2 separate regions of the Oryctolagus cuniculus genome follow, and region 2 is linked to region 1. A link is a contact called in public Micro-C data. All regions are on one chromosome and are shown on one strand. Each heading gives the region's core, a stretch centred on a gene start, on an enhancer-like site or on the middle of the called end of the contact. The rest is flanking DNA. Distances are from core to core; before and after follow the strand shown.

Region 1 (6,960 bases), core at 1,554-4,053:
CCAGGACTCCACCACCTGCCCAGACCCAGAGAACCTGCCAGCCCGCGACCCTGGGCAAGCTGTCCACCTCCCTCCTTGTACAGAAAGTGGAACTGGAAAACTGCACGGACCCTCTGAGGCCGGACGCTTCAGGCGTCTGTATCCCGGGGCAAATCATCGCGGACCAGCTCCAATCGCTCTGCAAAGCTGCGTGCAGACATCCCCACTCCCCTTCCCGCTCTTCCCGCTGGAGGACTGTCTGCACAGGCCCAGAGGGTGCAACAGCGGGAGAGAGGAAGTGCTTGGGCCCCTGCACTGGGAGACCAGGAGGAAGCACCTGGCTCCTGGCTTCAGATCAGCGCAGTGCCAGCCGTAGCGGCCATTTGGGGAGTGAACCAACGAAAGGAAGACCTTTCTCTCTGTCTCTCCCTTTCACTATCTAACTCTACCTGTCAAATTAAAAAAAAGAAGAAGAAAGAAAACTCGTAGATTCAAAACAGTCTTACCGCTGGCTTCCTGAAATAACTAATAAACACACAGAAACGTCAAGCACGCCATAAAGCTTCCTGCAGGCGGTCAAAGCTCAGGCTCAGCCTCACGGAGCCACGCGCCGGCTCCCTCTCTCCGCACCTGCCAGCCAGGCTTGCTCAGTCCCTGGCGTTCTCCTCCCCCTCCAGCTCCAACTGGGGAGCCTGCATTCCCCGTGGGTGTGGCCAAGAGCTCGGAGCTACCTTCCTGCCAGCCTCTACCCACAGGACAGGGGCTCCATGCCAGGCATCACCGCCAAGGACGCTGGGTGTGCTCACGAACACTGGACGGAGCCCACCCAGCTCACCTGCTGGCCAGAGCTTTCTTGGGAAAGGCAAAACTGGAGCCTGCCACCACCAGTGTCCAGAGTGGCAGCTTGGAGAGTGTACCTAGGGAAAGGCAGCACGTAAGAAAAGAGAGCGCAGGGGCCAGCGAGTGGCGTAGTGGGTAAAGCCGTGGCGTGCAGTGCCGGCATCCCAAATGGGTGCCGGTTCTAGTCCCGGCTGCTCCACTTCCCATCCAGCTCTCTGCTGTGGCCTGGGAAAGCAGTAGAAGATGGGCCTAAGTTCTTGGGCCCTTGCACCCATCTAGGAGACCCAGAAGAAGCTCCTGGCTCCTGGCTTTGGATCAGCGCAGCTCCAGCCATGGTGGTCATCTGGGGGAGTGAACCAGTGGATAGAAGACACCTCTCTCTCTGCCTCTTCAAGTAAATAAATAAATCTTTAAAAAGAGAGAGAGAGCGAGAGAGAGGGCAGAGAACAGACTTTGCTTGAACAGAAGAGAGGGAAGCTCAAGTCCAAGGGCATTCTTGAAAATTCTGGCTTCAGGCCGGCACCGTGGCTCAATAAGCTAATCCTCCACCTAGCGGCGCCGGCACACCGGGTTCTAGTCCGGGTTGGGGCACCAGATTCTGTCCCGGTTGCCCCTTTTCCAGGCCAGTTCTCTGCTGTGGCCCGGGAAGGCAGTGGAGGATGGCCCAAGTGCTTGGGCCCTGCACCCCATGGGAGACCGGGAGAAGCACCTGGCTCCTGGCTTTGGATCAACGCGGTGTGCCGGCCGCAGCGCGCTGGCTGCGGCGGCCATTGGAGGGTGAACCAACAGCAAAAGGAAGACCTTTCTCTCTGTCTCTCTCTCTCTCATTATCCACTCTGCGTGTCAAAAAAAAAAAAAAAAGAAAAAGGAAGGAAGGAAGGAAGGAAGGAAGGAAGGAAGGAAGGAAGGAAGGAAGGAAGGAAGGAAGGAAGGGAAAATTCTGGCTTCAGTCAATGAGTGTCAAGCTAACCCAGAGATGGGCTGCAGAGCAGGGGAGACACCGCAAGCACAGCCCTCCTGGGTCGAAGCCGACCTTCAAGTCCAGCCTCAAACATCTCCACCCCCACCCCACCCCGACTGCAATCAACTGGATCCGCCCGTGCAAGCTAGAACAGCCTGGGGCACTTTATAAACAGGGGCGAGTCCTCCAGTTCTGCTGCACGTGGAGCCTAACCTACTGGGTGCATTTCCAAAAGAAGCCAACAGCTTAAGAGATCGGGAAAAGACAGAGCCAGAGACAGCCCTGTCCCCCACCTCGTCCCCGGTGCCACTGTGCACGAGCTCTGCTCCCCAGGACGATGGGATGAGATCGACCGTGGTGGGGGACGCACTGCTCTGTGAACTCGCCAGAAACCACCGAGCTGTGCAGGCCACGTTGAACCCAGTACGTTGTATACGCGAATTACATACTAACCCCACAGCAGTCCAAGCACTAACCCAGATGGCGAGTGGCCGAGGCACGTCCCAATAGGACGTCAAGGAACTGAGTCTTTTTTTTTTTTTTTTTTTTTTTTTTTTGACAGGCAGAGTGGACAGTGAGAGAGAGAGACAGAGAGAAAGGTCTTCCTTTTGCCGTTGGTTCACCCTCCAATGGCCCCCGCAGCCGGCGCGCTGCGGCCGGCACACTGTGTTGATCCGAAGCCAGGAGCCAGGTGCTTTTCCTGGTCTCCCATGGGGTGCAGGGCCCAAGCACTTGGGCCATCCTCCACTGCACTCCCGGGCCACAGCAGAGAGCTGGCCTGGAAGAGGGGCAACCGGGACAGAATCCGGCGCCCCGACCGGGACTAGAACCTGGTGTGCCAGTGCCACAAGGCGGAGGATTAGCCTAGTGAGCCGCAGTGCCAGCAGGAACTGAGTCTTAAGGACGGGAATGGCCCGGCCCGCAGACAGCAGGAGGGGAACCTGCAGGAGCTGACTTCCGGGGATCCGCGGCGCCTGCTTTTCTCTACAGCAACCTAGATTCCAGGCCGGCTTGGCTTCCGCGGCTCCTGCCGAGCCGGCCTTGACTTGAAATGAATAGAAATCCCAGGGAGGCTCCCAGGAGGGTGCCCCTCGCTCCCATCCTGTCTGTGTCTTTTTCCCTCATCGAGGGCCCAGCCCACGCCCAGGTGTGTCACAGCGCAGTTCCCCAGACAGCCCGAGAGAGGCAGCTCTCGGCTCCAGAGGCTTCTACTCAGACCCCCAGCCCTGGGAAGGAACCGCACTTCCCCCCAAAGATTGTTCGGGCCAGGCCGAAGTCACCACTGTGGGATCAGAGCCTTGGCGACCGCCTCCCTGAAGGAGAGACCCCTCCGTTCAGAAAACGGGTCTGTTCAGCTCTGCCACTCACTAGGCAGGTGACCCAGGCAGGCCACGTGATCTCTCTGAGCCTCAGTATCCCCATCTGTGCAATGGGCACTCCAATAACTACCTCAAGGATTAGGTAAGATATGGTTTGTAAGGGTGTTTTGTGCTATTTCCTTCCTTTCCAACTGTCACAAGCCAGAGACTCATCTCCTGTCCCCTCCCTCGGCTACTGCAAACCGCCTCCCTCCCACGCTGAGAGGTGGCCTGGGCTCTCCAGCTCAGAGCTGCTTGGACTGACTTACAAGGAAACTGAAGTTGAACAGGAGGTGAGTGATGGAAAGTTAACCACCACACCCTGCGGGGCTAGCCAGGGGCCATCAGGACTGGGCCTCTTTGGTCTGCTCTCTGGGTAGTGGACCCCTCCACGTGGTGGCCTCCACGTAGCCACAGTGGGGCTGCAGGACGATAGTGGGCACTAGGGGAGAGGCTGGGGCCGGTGCAGCCGTGACAAAGCATGGACGCCCACTGGGGTTGGCAGACCCCACAGCTAGGAGTCTCCTCCGAAAGCCACGCCCTGGGCCATGGCGCTCCCTCTGCATGCATTTCCAATACAGATATTTGGGACTAAAACCATAACTCCTCTGGCCGAGTTTGGGGTGGGGGAATAACCCCACGCGCAAGTCCAGGCAGCAGCAGTCCCGTTCCCCCCTCCCTGCAAGGTCGGCCTCCCCCAGCAGGAGTCCAGCACGGGGGCTGCTGGCCTGGCACCAGCCAGTTCCCAGCGTGACCGGGGAGCTCAGAGGCCCCACGAGAGCCCACCCAAAATGCTACCCTGGCAGAGCCCCCAGGACCTGGGTAGGATACGGGAGACGAGGGGAGAAAGAGGGAGTCAGGCGGAGTCACAGAAGGGAGGAGGTAGCAGAGACCAAAGCTGCCCCCAATGGCAGGTGGACAGCTCTGCCCCAAGACCAGGCCACGGCACAAGTCCAAGGCAGCTGCTCCCCCCGGGGACCACGCCGCCCCCTATGGGTTGGGTGAGTCCCATGTCAGCCCTGTTCCCCTCACCTCCCCTTATTTGGGTATGAAAGGGACAGGTTTCTAGACACACACAGAATCTGGCAGCTACACATCCAGGGTTCAGCTCCCAGGCCAGGCAGGACCGCAAAGTGCAAGTCGGGGAGGTGGGCTCTGGAGCCTGCTGGCTGGGGGTCTTCTCTCTATGGCCCCTGGATGGTGGCATTGCGCTCCCCAAAAGGGCACCTTGAAGTCCTCACTGTGGTACCTCACTTGGAAGTGGGCCCATCGCAGATACCTTTAGTGACAGAGCCGTACGGAAGCAGCCAGGCCCTATGACCAGCAGGCTGGGGTTCCTAGAAGAGAGACTTGGCATGGAAACAGAGCCACACAGGGAGAACACCGTGTGACCATGGGGTGGAGAGGGAGAGGGCGGCTGAGGCCAGGGACAGGCAGCCACCACGGGGAGTGGACAGAAGCAAGGAGGGCTGCTCGTCCCACCCTGGGGGGCGCCACCAGCTCCCAGCTGACCTCAGCCTTCTGGGGGTGCGGTCTCTGGTGTGTGGCTCTTCATTCCACTGTCACTGCAAACCGACCCAGGCCCCAAGCTCAGCCGCCTCGTCCCACCCACCCTGGCGCTCCAGGTGCAGAGCTGGCAGAGAGAGGCTAGGACTGAGACGCCAGGCGCCTGGCCTGTCTCTGGGTGGGACCCCAGCCTGGGGAGGGTAGAACCAGCTGAGCGGAGAGAGGCTTAGATGATCTCCAGGAGTGGGCTCTGACTTGGGGTTCCACGGCTGGGCCTAGAACAGAATCAAGTCTCTTCTCAGTTTATTGAGAAAATCGTGGTGTTCCAAGAGGGATCTATTTCTCTCTCTCTCTCTCTCTCTCTCTCTCTCTCTCTCTCTCTCACACACACACACACACACACACACACCCCTACTTCCTGCATTACCATGTATTTGATAACCCCCTGTCCCGCCCCAAGGCTGTGAGTGACTGTCCCCAGCCCCTGCCTGGCTCGCTCTGGGCTCAGCGCCGCTGTCTCCTTTAGGTCCCGGCCTTGAACCTCTGCTTTCCCAGTTGTGGGGAGGGAGAAACAAGTCAGCCCCGAGAAGCAGAGAGAAGACCAAGCAGAGCCTCAGCTCCAGGCATGCTGTGTGTGTGTGTTCTTAACCACTAACCGGGAGATGAATAATTTATAGTAGACATGTTTGTAGGGGGATAAAACGTTGACAAGTCAAGAAAAAGCGCTCAGCGGCCTAAGGAGCCATCCATCTTCAAGAAACAGGCTCCGAGTGCACGCTTTTGAAGACGCTGGGCCAGGCTGTTTCCCGTCTCTCTGGCTTTTTTCCCCTTTTTTATCTCTATGGAAATTGCTGGTTGCTGAAATAAGTTTCCCTTCAGCACAAACTCGGGCTGAACGACAGCCCAGGCAGGAATTCAATCATCGCTTCCCACGGCGAGAAATAAACACCCTCGCGGGAAACAGGCCCTGGGGCCCGGGCAGAGGGGGCCCAGCCCGGCAGGATGTCAGGGCTCCGGGTGGGATGTTGGGGTTCAAGCAGGAGGGTACCATTCCAAGTAAGATTTGTTCCCCTCAGGCAAGATGTTGGGTTCCAGGAGGGATACAAGGGTTCCAGGCAGGATTTTAGGGTTTGAGGCAGGATGTTGGGGTTCCAAACCAGATGTTGGGGTTCCAGGTGGGATATTAGGATTCCAGGCAGAATTTGGGGGTTCCATGCAGGATGTTGGGAGTCTCCAAAGGAACCCTCAGTGATTACACAGCTGGGACCCCTCATCCTTGAAGAGCGGGTACACCTGCTGATAGCCCCAGAGTCCAGGCACCAGAATGGTCTTCACACCAACAGTGGCTGGGTGGAGCCGGTGAGGCCAAGTGTCCCAACACGTTCACGGTCAAGCCTGCTGGTGCCCCGGCTGAGCGCCCACACAGTCCTCTGGTTCGTCTTCTCAGGGGCTCTCTGGCTGGTGCCAATCAAACTGTGCACTGTATGGCTCCCTCTCTGCTTCCAGAGGACCCCCGGGGTGGGGGTGGGGGTGGGGGTCCTGCGCCTCTGCTAAAGCTCACGCAGGTGACAGGTGGTGGCCGTGAACCCACGACTCACCCCACGCTTAACCACCACGCACAGCGCCGCCCGTGGTCCTGCAGAAGCCAGGTTGCCTTTCCCAAAAGCAGCAGGCGCTGGGGGTGTGGCTCCTCAAAGCCTCATCCGCTCAGTGGCCCCCACTCTGAGCCCCTGGCTGACCAGGGTTCGAACGGAAGCCCAACATGCGAGCCTAGAGCAGAGCTAAGCTCGCCTGGGGCCAGGCTAGGTGAGGCTGGGGCCATCCATCAAAGCTGCACTCATTGTCTGCGGCTGGGCAGCCAACGACCCCGAGCTTAGCCTCAAACCAACGAGCGTCTACCACCCCGTGATTTCTGTGCGTCAGGAACCCGACACAGCCGAGCTGGGGGCGCTGGCTCAGGGCCCCTCACCAGCCTGGCAGCCGGCTGCCTGCTGGGGCCACAGTCTTTTCAGGGTTGCCCTGGGGAGGATCCCAGGGTCACCCACATGTTTGTTGGCCGGAGGCCCCCCTCCATGGTGGGCCACTCATCTGCCCCACAGAGCAGGTCACAGCCCCACAGCTGGCTTCTCAAACACCAAGGGGGACTGCAAGATGGAAGCCAGGGCCTCGTCTTGGGGTGACGCTGTTTTGGGGTGACACCATGTCCCTTTCCTGGAGGTGCAGCACTCTGCCCAACAGGACAGGACAGGGAAGGGGGCAGGGAGCTGCCCACCTCAACAGCCAGCCCAGGTGTCAGGACCGTGTCACAGACCACCC
Region 2 (6,960 bases), core at 1,317-3,816, 110 kb before region 1:
TCTGCAGGCAGAGAAACTTATTTCATAAGAGCTACCCAACTAAGAGGAACTTCCACTCCTATACTATTTTAAACAAAATCACAGGTCATCTGTACAACTTCGTGCATCAGTCGGGATCCTGGTTCCACACACGGTTTGCAGAATTCATCAGCGCCATGTTCTATAAGGGAAGATTTCTGATTTTGCAACTGGGAATGAGGGTTGGGGCCGGGTAGGAGAGCTCCAGGGCGTGGACGACGTGGGAGGGGCCAAGAGAAATTCTGAGCAAACCTCTAGGCCTCAGCTTGCCTCTGGGACCCTCCTGGGTGGCTACCCCCATCCGAGGGCAGCCCGCACCACCCAGGGGTCGCAGTAGGGAGCGGGCTCAGCCTCCACGGGCAGCCTCACCGAGGCGCTGCCAGAACCCCAACTTCATTCCTGAAAACTCCATGCCCTTGACTTACCCAATACGAACACGCCAAGGTGCCCAACTGACATGCCGGCCCGCGCCCGCCCGCAGGGGCACGAGGTCAGCCGGCCCCTCCAGGGGCTGCTCCCAGCCCCGGGCCTGGCCGCAGCCGCCGCCGCCTCCACCAACCTCCAACTGCCCGCAGCCAGCAACCGAGCCCAGCCTTCCGCGTCTGCTCGCGCCGCTCCAGCAGCGCCGGCCGACCCGGAGCGCAGGGCGAGCGGGCAGCGTGGGCACTGGGATCGCGACGGGGCGGCCACGCCGCGCTGCCTGGAGCCCGGCGGCAGCTAAGGCTCCACACGCACACGGCGCGCGCGCCGGCCAATCGGTTCTCCGGGAGGAGTCGGAGACGCGGCCGTAGCGCTCCATTCATTGCCCCCAGCGCCAGGTTCCCTTCGCGGCGGCGCCGCCTTCCAGCGATCCCAGCGGGCTCCACGGGGGCCAACTGCGCCACGCCCGCACCCGCCGCCCCAGCCCCCGCGTCCTCTCCACCGGCACACGCAGCCCAGCAGACGCGCCAGCTCGGGGCCCCTGCCAGCCCGGCTCCCCGCCGCCGTCCCCCGCGCGGCTCAGACCTGCCTCGCTCGGCTCGCCGCGCCCAAGCAGCCCGGGGACGCCGCGGGGAAGCGCCTGCAACTCCCGAGTCACGCCGCCTCCCGAGACACGGCGGGGCGCGGGGAGGGGAGAGGGTGGGGGCGGGGAGGAGGGAGACGAGGGGGCGGGGAGCAAAAGTTCAGGCGGCCCCGGGCTCGGCCGCACCGCGTCCCCGCGGGCTCCCCTCCCGGAACCGTGTCCCACGGGCGAGCGCGCCTGAGACCTCCTCCCTCCCTTCCTCCCAGGGAGGCCACAGGGCCCGAGCCCGCGCCCAGGGACAGAGTGGCAGATGCCCCCCTACCTGCCCCGGGCCAGGCCTGGAAACTTCCCCGAAGTGCGTGGGGGTGCGGGGCGCGCGACTAGGGCGAATCCCAGTGTCTCGCCCCACGGCCCAACGCACGCCCCCACCGTGAAAGCAGCGGCGTTTGCAGGTCCCCGCTCGCAGCTCCCGGGACTGGGCGGCGCGCGGGCGCCTGACTGCGAGCCCCCGGGCCGTTGTGCAGGACAGCGGGCCGGTGCGTGCCCGCGGCGTGCGTCTCGCCAGCCTCCAAGCCGTCCACAACGCCACCGCGCCACCGCGCCACCGCCCGGCCCGCTTTCCCCAGCTCCGGCCGCAATCTCTCCGGCTTGGGAGGGGGCGTGTGAGCCCCGGCGACGCCGCCGGGCAGCCTTTCCAGCCAGGTCCCCAAGCGCGCTAGGCGCCCGGAGCGCGGCCAGGACCCGCCGCGAGGGGACGCCTGCCGCTGGGGGCGGCGGGAGCCTCGGGGAGGCCGGGCGGCGGGGCGCGGGGCCCAAACCTGCCTGGGCTCGGCGCGCTCGCAAGTTCATTGTCTGCCTGGGCCGCCGCCGCCGCCGCCGCCGCCGCCGCCGCGACCGCGCCGGGAGCGCAGCGGGGAGCGAGGCTGCGCGCAGCCTCCGCCGGCCCGGACTCCTAACGCCTGGCGCCGGCCGCCACCCGCACTGCTCCGCGGGAACTAGAGGGGCCCCGGGGCCGCGAGCCCGAAGCCAGACCCACACGGCGGCTGGTCGCCGCCCGCACCCCCGCACCTGGCCCCCGACGCATACCTGGCAAGCCCGAGTCCAGCCCGCCAGCCTCTGCGGCTCCGGCTCCGCGGGAGCGCGCCCAGCCCCGCGCCTGGAGCCCCGCATCCAAGGCGCGTCAACCTGCTCCCCGAGCGCAGCCTGGAAAAGTTTGGGAGTGACGTGCTGGCGGCGAATGCAGCGTCCGAGCAGAACCCGCCCCCGCCGGTGTAGCGCGGCCACGCATCGGCCCGCGCCTGGAACGCGAGGCGAGGCCCCCGCCCCTCCCCTTCCGAGGAGTCCCGGCGGTGGGATGCGGTGACCGCGAAGAGGCCAAGCGGAACCCCCGGGGTCTGGCGGGGGCCGCCCGCCGGGGGCATCTATAAGGAACTTGGCGGTCTGCAGCCCCATGCATCGATATTCAAGGCCCCGGCGCGGTGGGTTGGGCGCCCCCTGTTGTGCTTTTGCGTCCTGCGAAGGCTGGCCTGGCTCCTGGGCCCAGCGCGTTTGCTCCTGCGGGACCCCAAGCTCCACTGCCCGCTGTAGTGGCCAGGAGGCGGCTGCTCAAGCCAATACCCCCCGCCAGCCCACACCCCCGCCCCTGACGGCCAAGGCCCGACACTCCGGATTCTGGACTGAAGTCGCCATCAGTTAAAAAAAAAAAAACACCTCCTGTTCCAGGGGGACTCACTCGGGGGGGGGGCGCTTGGAGCGCCAGGCCCTGGCTTCCAGGAAAGTGGGGTCCGAGGCACAAGCCAAGAATCTGCCATCCTTTGCCCAGGATCCCATAGCCAGAGTCCCACAGCCTCTTCCTCAAAGCTCCCGGGAGTGGAGCGGGAAGCACTTCCTAAAGTATGGAGTGGGCGCACGCCCCTGTGAACGCGCGCACGCCTGTGTGAACGCGCTGCCTCTTCGCTTTTCCTTTTGCGGGGCTTGAGGCTTCCCCTGCCCCGAGAAGCCACCCCGAGGCCCTCAACTTCAGCTCAGCATCCATGGCAACTATCGCAGAGGTCACAATCGGAGGATTATAACTGCAGATGGGAATTGGCACGCGAGGGGTGTTCTCTGAAACCCACCCTTGTCTCCCTGGGAAGAATGCCGCTCACAGAAAACCTGCGGCGAGAGGCGAAGGCAGCAGCGAGACCAGCCTTGGAATCGCAGCCCAGATTGCTTTTTCCATGTAGACTCCACTTGGTGGGTTTTGTTCTTTATTATATTTTTTTAAACAAAAACCTGCTTCTGGAAATACAATGAGCTGCTTTTTGCAGGGTTCACAATTCCCAATAGATGCTGATGCCATTTTTCAAGGTCTTACCCACGTTGTGGCTTGGGGCTTATTTATGAGCTCCCAAGAAAAGCCTGCCTTTCAGTGCGGTTTATATACTGGAGTAATTGCACAGAGACACAGAGCAGACACAGCTGGCAAAGAGGCTCGCCTATACACGCGTCTGGGAGGAAGGCCCTGGGCGAGGCAGCTGTCCGGCCGGGTGTGCAGGGGTTTAAACAAACACGGGGAAGGGTCTGCGGCCACAGCGAGGAGGAACCCCGTCCTACGGCCACAGGCGCTCCCCACTTCCTCTCCTTCCCCCAGACCGGCACCAAAGTGGCACCCCGCCCTCTCAGATCACCTCCCGGTGCGGACACCCGGGACCGCAGCTGACCAGAGCAAAGTGCTTTCATTAAAATCACGGTGCCGCTTTGATGCAAATTCCACGAGGGACTGTCCTTTAAAAAAAAAAAAGATTTATTTATTTTTATTTGAAAGGCAGAGTTATAGAGAGCTAGGGAGCAACAGAGGTCTTCCATCCTCTGCTTCACTCCCCAAATGGCTGCAATGGCTGGAGCTGGAGTTGGTCCAGTCCCAAACCAGGAGCCAGGAGCTTCTTCCAGGTCTCCCACACGGGTGCAGGGGCCCAAGGACTTGGGCCATCCTCCAATGCTTTCCCAGGCCATGGCAGAGAGCTAGATCAGAAGTGGAGCAGCCAGGCACCAAATCGGCACCCATACGGGATGCTGGCACTGCAGGTGGCGGCTTTACCCGATGCCCACGATGCTGCCTCCCCAAGGGACTTTCTAACGGCCTTCCCACATGTGTAATTTGCCCCCTGAAAGTGAATTTCTAAACAATTACCCAGGCGTCACACGTGGGCCTGATATTCAGGAGAGCTGAGTGAGCACCCGGACACTGGACGTGTGTGAACGGGCAGACGGACAGACATACGGAGGTGAAGCCACAAGAGAAGCCAAGAGACAGGTGCCGACACGGTGTTTTCAACTCGTGGTGGGCAATGTAGTAATTCAGGAAAACCAATGGTTCCTCCTCGTGTGTGTGGAGTTGAATCCCCTGAGTTCAACCACCTGGGAGCAGAGTGACCTCAGGCAAAACACTTCTGTGCCTCAGTTGGAGGCTCCTCATGGCGCCGCCCTGGTGAACAGACTTCTTCCTTCTCCCCTGGGCGCATCACACAACCACACTCCTGCACAGCCTCCTGGCGGGCTTCTCCCACCGCTCCACCCTGCACACAGGCATTAGGAACGGTAGCCGGGGCAGAGGCGTGACACGCACCCGCAGCACCGGGCTTGTCTGCCTCTGCTCCGGTGACAAAAACGTGCCCCGAGGAGCCGCTGCCACCTTAGCTTGGCTCCAACGGCACACGCATGGCGTGGACCTGCGCTCCTGGACTTGGAGCCGCTGCTGCCGACCTGCAGGCGCATCAGCAGCGGTGACAAGGAGAGGCTTGTGGTTGTGAGCCACTGCACGCTGGGGTCGTGGCCACAGCACACCTGTGGCAGCCGATGATAGATACGGGGCCTCAGTGGGCTGCTCGGAAGGTTGATGACAACAGTTTTGAACAACACGGAGCACAGTCCTTGGGTCATAATAAGAACACAAAAATACTACTAGTAGTAATCTTACTCAAGGCCCAGCACCGTGGTGTAGCGGGTGAAGCCGCCTGCAGTGCCGGTATCCCACATGGGCGCCAGTTTGATTCCCGGCTGCTCCACTAACGATCCAGCTCTCTGCTACAGGATGGCGCAAGTGCTCGGGCCACTGCTCTTGCGTGGGAGATCCAGAAGAAGCTCCTGGCTTCGGCCTGGCCCAGCCCTGGCCGTAGCAGCCAGCATATAGACCTCTCTCTGTCTCTCTCCCCACCTCTCTGTAACTATGCCTTTCAAATAAATCTTTTTTTTTAAAAAAAAAGGCATTTTGCACATAATAATCACATAATGTTTGCCAACTGATTAATTGAATCAGTGAACAAATATGCTTGGAATTAAGATTCTACAGAAGACAAGTCAAGGGTATCGGAAGACTAGAAGAGGGGGCTGCCTTGACCCTTCGGCCCACACTCATTTACCCATTCATTCCTCAGACATTCTCTGAGCACCTGCTATGACCCGCACACAGGTCTGAACGTTGGAGCCACTAAGTGACAAGGAAGGGGACCTACAAAGTCCCACTGTGTGACAGGCACCCTGCAGAGCACACCCCCGTGTACATCATCTCACTGCCACCGTGTCCTCTGGCCAGAACCACACGGCCCCATTTTCCAGGCCAGCAGACTGAGGCTCAGAAACTAAATGCTTAGCGATGACCACAGGCCGCTCCTAGGCCACCAGTGTGCAGACGAACCCCTGTGGGTGGTGGGCGAGCCCACCAGAAGGTGCAGAGGAGCAGGGGACAGGGTGAGCCGGGCCAAGTCCTCTCTGCACTTCATTTGTGCGTGGAGTGCTCCGTGCACCAAATCCAGGTTCTGCTTCTGCCGCTGGAAGGCGCTGCCTCTGGGCGCAGCGAGGCCGTGGGCGGCGTTACCACCATCTCTGCCGCCAGCGCCACCCTGCTCCCCACCCTGGGACTCTGACAAATTTAGACTGCTTAGTAGCTTAAAGTGCATTTCAATTTCATAAATTCAGAAATACCCTGGTTAGGCAGATCCCTTCCACAGTAATGCGTCCATTAAGTGCACTTGAAGCAATTTTGGAATGCTAATCCATCACAAATCGACATGAAATTTGGGTTCGTGTGAAAATCTCCTATACCCAGCGCAAATCCTCTGCCGGATTTGGGATAAGAGCAGCTAGCAGCAGGTCCTCCAAGCCGGAGACGTTAGCTCTGGGTCGACATCTTCGGCGAACCCAGGAGCGGAGCCAGCTGTCCGTGAACGTCAGGCTCCTGCACGCATGCGAGAGCCGTGTGCCCTAACGGGGTTCCCCCGAGGGCGGTTCCCTTGCTCCCGACACACGGCCACAGCCCTGGAGTTTCCCTGTTTCGGAGCCCCTAGCGCAGTGCGTTCGCGGTCGGCAGCTCCGACCGGCGCCGTCCACGCACTCTGGAGCTGTTTGGCGAGTGCCCACCTGGGGTCTCCTGACTTGATCGGTGACTTGGCCGTGAGGTTCAGCTTCACGTGGTTGTCACTGTTTCCTGCATCAACGTTCTCCCCACCGATGAAGACAGGGATCCTCAACGAACAGACAGCCTCGAAGGCGAACCGGACGATGACGGCGGAGTCACAATGGGGCGCCTGGGCCCGCTGCAGTGTCTGAGGCCAGGGGAAAATGAACGGCCTAGTAACTGGCAATAAAGAACCGGTGGGTGACAAGAGATGTGACGTCACTGTTATCGCCGCCCCAGGCTTTGCCTCCAGTTGAAGGGCAGTGCCTGTGAACGCGATGCTTTTCCTGCACGCTGGACGTCTCGCCAGTGAGGCAGAGCTTCCAGGCGGAGATATTTCCACCTGCCTGCTTCTGTCCTCAGATCTCCAACCCACCCAGCAGCGAAAACGAGCTATTGGCCCAGCATCGCCCGTCCTAGGTGGGAAACACCTGAGCCTTCTCTGGGACTTTCATTTCCTGGTTCAGGCTTTAATGCCGTCAAATGCTAGAACAGTCGACGAGAT

The links. Hi-C and Micro-C count contacts between places; a contact is called where the count stands out from the background.
Region 2: a contact with region 1 is called in a Micro-C map of ear pinna, with 2.7 times the contacts expected there. The contact joins the promoter of CHST15 here to the enhancer-like site in region 1. A contact is called at or near these places in 2 of 6 Hi-C or Micro-C datasets (ear pinna and an unstated tissue).

The regions. Positions count from the first base shown.
Region 1 is chr15:7,103,379-7,110,338 of mOryCun1.1, reverse strand. No RefSeq gene overlaps it. Among named protein-coding and RNA genes, the nearest start is that of CHST15, 110 kb to the left of the region's middle. Within about 2 kb of position 2,803, at least 1 of the 8 cell types and tissues checked has an H3K27ac peak or open chromatin away from gene starts, as enhancers often do. A contact at or near this core is called in ear pinna, where this site is marked.
Region 2 is chr15:7,212,092-7,219,051 of mOryCun1.1, reverse strand. It overlaps CHST15 (carbohydrate sulfotransferase 15), which reads right to left and starts at 2,566. Exons shown (of 9, transcript XM_017338088.3): 1 at 2,108-2,566.